Linked DNA regions of Rattus norvegicus: region 1 is linked to region 2. A link is a contact called in public Hi-C data. All regions are on one chromosome and are shown on one strand. The core of a region is the stretch at or near the end of the contact, and the rest is flanking DNA. Distances in the headings are between cores, read along the strand shown.

Evidence for each region. A called contact is a pair of places that touch in the nucleus more often than the background predicts.
Region 1: a contact with region 2 is called in a Hi-C map of liver, with 4 times the contacts expected there. The contact joins the promoter of Rbm17 here to the promoter of Fbh1 in region 2. A contact is called at or near these places in 5 of 12 Hi-C or Micro-C datasets (frontal cortex, liver, mammary epithelial cells and 1 more) and 1 of 1 datasets of contacts at active chromatin or transcription factors (oligodendrocytes).

What each region holds. Positions count from the first base shown.
Region 1 is chr17:71,845,520-71,848,223 of GRCr8, reverse strand. It overlaps Rbm17 (RNA binding motif protein 17), which reads right to left and starts at 1,283. Exons shown (of 12, transcript NM_001013058.1): 1 at 1,169-1,283. It also overlaps the pseudogene Psmc6-ps1.
Region 2 is chr17:71,658,053-71,660,809 of GRCr8, reverse strand. Fbh1 (F-box DNA helicase 1) reads right to left here and starts at 1,432. Exons shown (of 21, transcript NM_001106119.1): 1 at 1,300-1,432. The coding sequence starts at 1,300. It overlaps Ankrd16 (ankyrin repeat domain 16), which reads left to right and starts at 2,433. Exons shown (of 8, transcript NM_001033698.1): 1 at 2,433-2,757. The coding sequence starts at 2,486.

The DNA.
Region 1 (2,704 bases), core at 34-2,533, 190 kb before region 2:
TGTCAATGAGAACCCATACGGTAGGAGAAAAATGACTCCTGTATTTTCCACATGTGACTTGTCCTAAAACTCCTGATCTGCCTGCACCTTCTAAGCACTGGAGTTCCAGGCATATGCTACCCTGGGCTAGGTTACTTTATTTACTAAACTTTGTTATCTCGAAATGCTTACAGCTTATCCCAGTATAAATGTGCTCACGTGATCTAAAAAAGACACCTGTTGCAGAGAGACAGGCCTCACCTATGCTGAGAACAAGCGGAATCATCTAGAAAACCATACTTTCCACCCTTATATACCCTTACCAATAAGAATTTATGTCAACGGTCCTCCCTTCCTGACTTCTCAATGGATGGTCACCCCTCTAAACCCCTCTTCATCCCTTGTCACCGTCTAAAACTGCAGAATACTCTACAGCGCTCCTCGGCTGTTGCTTCCCCACTCCCTCATTGGTGCAGCCTTTCCCGATCTGCCCTTGTAAGAAAACTCCTCTAAACTGAATAAACATCGGCTCCTCTTCCAGGTCTTTCCAGCTTGTACTCTGGTTCTTCGGATCAATCCAGCCCTGGGTTTTCGAACACGCTTCTTAAGAGATCTAACCCCTGGAGAAGCATTGAGCTTGAAGCACGCAGTCATAGTGCAACTGGTCCAAGTAGAAGAAGCTCAAAAGCTAGCGGAGGGACATGAACTTCCCTTAACACAGACCTGAGCATGCCGGGGGTTACAACTGTCTCTCTCTAGCCAGGTGAGACAACGTCCTCTACCCTCACTTAAGGTGCTCTGGAGGAAACAAGTTTGGGGGTTTGTTTTTGTTTTTGGCCTCTCCGTTCATGAGGCCCGAGGCACCTTGGGTTACTGGGGTCTAGCGACTCAACACCTTGGTCTGGACATGGGCCATGAAGAGGAGAAAGGAACGTTCTTCCTGTCAAGAGGACCGCGACAGGTGGAGGGGAGATCTAGGCGGCCCAGGGGAGCATGGCAGGCTGAAGGAGCCTACCGTGGAGGGCTGGGAACCCCCGGGTAGCTCGGGGTGCCGCGCCCGCATCCCCGCGCCCCTTACGGCGCGGCCTAGAGCCGCGGCCTCGCGTCCAGCGCATCCGTGAAGGCGCGCTCACCCGAGTCTCCGTTCCAGATCGGAACCGCCTGCCAGGGCCGCCGCGGCGCCACTCACCCGGCCTTCCGAGACGACTGTGCCCATGGGCCACGGCGGCGGCAGCGCCGAGCCCGGCCGCCCTGCGCGGAAGCCCGCCCACCGCCGGAGCCCGCCGCAGCACCGAGCCTCCACCGAGTCCGCAAAGTGATGCACCGCGCGGGGTAGGAGAGCGGGGGCTGCCGGGAGTACACGTCTGCGCCTGCGTGCGACTCGCGGAAGCAAAGCTGCACTGCCCAGGTCGCACTGCACCCTGCTGACCGGAGGACTACACTGCATCCCGTCTCTGCCGGCCAAGAGATGGCGCCGTTGGCACAAGGTTTCGAGATTCATGTGCCTTCAGACCTTGAGTTCAGGAGCCAAGAGAATCCCTTCCTAAGCTCTAGTTATTCATTCTCAACCACTCTTTTATATACTAAACGGTGGAAATACAACTCTGAAGGCGAGATATTGCAGAATAGCATTGAAGCTGGGTCTTCAGAGAAAGAATGTAAACACTATAGAAAAACCAGGGCTCTGTGTAAACGTGTTTTTTTCCCATGGGTAAATTTTATTTCAACCTATAACTGGGTGGTCGTGACCTACGCCTTTAGTCTCGCACTCGGGAGGCAGAGGCAGACAGACTGGTCTCTAAGTTCGAAGACAGGCTGGTGTCTACACAGTGAGTTCCAGAGCAGCCAGGACTACACAGAAACCCTATTTTGAAAAATAACAACAACCACAAAGAAAAAGAAGGAGAAGGAGGAGAAGGAGAAGGAGAAGGAGAAGAAGAAAAGAAAGAAAGAAAGAAAGAAAGAAAGAAAGAAAGAAAGAAAGGAAGAAAGATCAAGCTAATAAAACTGTATTAGTCAGGGTTTTCAATAATCAGAGAGTTTATGGAATATCTCTATGTATTAAATGAATTTATTGCAATGACAGACAGTCTGTAGTCAACTAACCAAACAACGGGCAGCTGTGAATGGGAAATCCAAGAGTCTAGTAGTTGCTCAGTCCCACAAGGTAGGTCGTTTAAGCCGCTCTTCTCTATAAGCTGCAATCTGAAGAAGGAGGTCCCAACAGAGGTACTGGCAAGTAAGTGCAAGCAGGCAAAGAAGAAGAAGACTGAGTCTTCCTTCTTCCATTGTCTTATGTCCTCAAGCTCTACACCTGGATCTAAAACTTGCTTTGTCCCAGACTGGCCTTGAACTCAGGACTGCTTGCCTCAGTCTCCTGGGATTAAAGGCATGTACTATCTTGCCTGGGCCTAAGCTTTTCATAGACACTGTCTCATGATCTCCATGCCAAGATCCAAGTCAGAAGCCTGTGTCTTCCAGTCTCAAGATCCAGATCACAGGTGTGTCCTCCATTTCTGGGTTGTGGTTCATTCCAGATGTAGTCAAGTTGACAACCTGGAACAGCCATCACAGAAACTGTGGAGGATTAGGTGAATCCTGGCACGAGTGAACACGCCAACATTATAATCTGATTTATAAGAATGCATTTAAGTAATTCTGAAAGTCTGAAAATGCAAGACTGGGGAAATGCACCTGTTTATGGCAGATAAACACAAAGAAATCA
Region 2 (2,757 bases), core at 183-2,682:
TTTAAAAAGGATTAAAAAAATAGAATTCAAATAGTTTTATGTATTCACAAATCAAGAAAACAGTTAAGGACTGATCCCTCAACAGCGACACCCAAGTACCAAAGATCCACGAAACACAACAAAAGTCAGATTGAAAAATCCCAATCCCAATGACAGTTACAAGGCAATTGAGGCAGTAAAGGCCTCAAACTCCGAGGACCTTCACTGAAGAAATAGTGAGAGAAGCAATAGCCCTATTCATAAATTTAAAACATAAATATCCATCCCTCTCCAGAAAAATCATTAGGGCTATAGGGTAGATTCACAGAAAATATATAGTTTCTCAAAGGGAAACACAGACCAAAGTAAATTCATAAAGCAGAGGAGAGGCAGAATCTTATTTGGAATACTAATTAAATAACCAACTTCATCCTCTTGTGAACCAGGATTCTCAGTTTTGTTTAAAGGACGGGAAACTTAAGAGATATAAAGTAAGAAAACGTGAAATCATTTCTAAGGGAGAAGTAGGTAGCCCAGACTAGCCTCGAACTCAAGACCCTCTTGCTTCAGTCTCTCGAACGTTGAGACATAAACCATACAAAGTAGCAAAAAGTTTGAAACTATCAGACGCCTCAACTTTCCAATACCTGGTTTAAAAAAAAAAAATCACTAACTTCATTAGGCCTCAATGTCCTCGCCTCTAAAACCTGAATGCTACCTATAGATCGTTTATGGAATAGACAATGTCAGGCGCTCAGTGAACCACAATACAGTGCCAAATGCAAAGAAATTGTTTTCAGCCTGGCAGTGGCGACTTCCATTTTACTCCCCAAACAGAAACACCGTCAGGTTAAATGCCTAGTTCTTCGAAAGGAAGCCAATAAAGGTTGCTTGGATCTCAAAGAGCCCTCCAAAAGCCGCCCCCAGGCTTTCTCGCGTCCCCTAAATCACCATCACCTGTTCAGGTGAGGGGGCGGGAGACTACCAAGGCAAACACAAACGTCAGGAGCAGCATACAATGACTCGCCCAAGGTCAAAAACATTACAGTGGAGACAAGCCAGGTTTACCAGCAGCTGAGGCTATATCTTCTCAGGTGCTGCCCCTTCCGGAGCCTCAGGGAGCGGCGAAGGGATGCCGGTCTGCAGAGAGCTTCCGGCCTCCTCCTGCAGGCCCACTCCTGACCACCGCGGGCGCGGCCAGCTCCTACACCCACCCTCAGCCAGGGCCCCACCCCCCGAGGCCAAGACCCCTGCGCGGGGCCCCCACAATATGAAGTTTGCCCGGCTCGCAACCCACGCCAAATCCACGGTCTCACGCACTATGGCGGCCCGGCCCTGGTCCCCGCCGCCGACACCACCCGGCCGATGCCGCTGGACATCCAGCCTTTCCCCGACCAGCAAGCCCCTCCTTCGGCCCAGGCAGCGAGCAGAGACGACTGCAGACTTCCTCCGCGAGCTCCGCCTCTTCACTGCCAAGACTCAACCTCCAACCGGAGACGACGGACGGACGCGTGAACCAATGGGGACTCCGAACTGGAAGGGTCGCGCGGAGAGACAGACTCTAATGCCAATCCGCACGCGAAGCGGGAAGGGGCGTGGCTCCGTTTTTTGAGCCACGCCCCGTCTGTGCTTCCGCTACCGCGGAGGAGGCGAAGAAAACTTTCCCAGAGTTCCTTCGAGCTCCCTGGGTTCCCGCGGGGGCTGAGGAGGCAGCAGCGGGTGGGGAGGGGGCTGGGGTCGGCTGTGGATTGAGTGAGGATCGGGCGGAGCACAAGGACACGGCCCGGCTCTGAGAGGCCCCAGAAACCCTTGCTGTTGGGAGCTGGGTCAGCCGAAGGATGCGGCTGTGCAGCCCTGCAGACATCCTTGCAGCAGACGTGGGCCAGCTATGCTCCAGAGTGGTGGGCAGGGTGCGCCCGGCTGCGGAGAGCTGGCCACACTGCAGCTCGGCTGCCTGTGCAGCTACCACCAGAGCAGGCCAGCAAACATCCTCATAGGCTGTATGGTGGAGAGCAGACCACATCTGGGGTGCGATGTCAGGCTGCAAAGCCCTTCTGCCCCATTTCAGGGCATCGCGGTACACCGACACACTACATTCTGATAGGTCTTCCATCCCTAGATCACTCGGGTACAAGGGACAGCTCCAGGATGTCAGGTGCACCTCTTTACCCCAAGCTGCCTGAGGCCCCACCCTGGCTAGTCGGCATGTTTGGAGCGCGGTAACCAGAGTGACCTACGAGTGTGCATGTTGTCGCCAGAGGAGACACCATTCTACATTGGAAATTGTGACTTCCAAACCTGGGCAAGAGGCATAAAAAAAGAAGCTGGCGGACAGATCCGGCTGGGGGGCGGGGCGGAGAGTCTAGGGAAACCGTCACGTGCAGGAAGCGGAAGCGCAAGTGCCAACCTTCTCTAAGCTTCTCCCAACCTATCATAGCACGGGTCTGCATCTAGGAAGACTGGACGTGGGTCTTCCTCTTACTTTTGTCCACCCTGGTCCAGGGCGATGGCTCCGCCTGGGGATCCGAGGCGTCTCTGCAGGCTGGTGCAGGAGGGCCAGCTGCGCGCCCTGCGGGAAGAGCTGGAGGTAGCTGGAGGTTGCTGGGATCCAGAGATGTTCCGAGGCAGCCAAGGGCCAGCTGGGGACACCCTTCTCCACTTCGCATCACGCCACGGGCGCCAGGACATCCTAGCGTACCTAGTGGAGGCTTGGAGTATGGACATCGAGGCCGCCAACCGAGACTACAAGCGGCCTCTGCACGAAGCTGCCTCAATGGG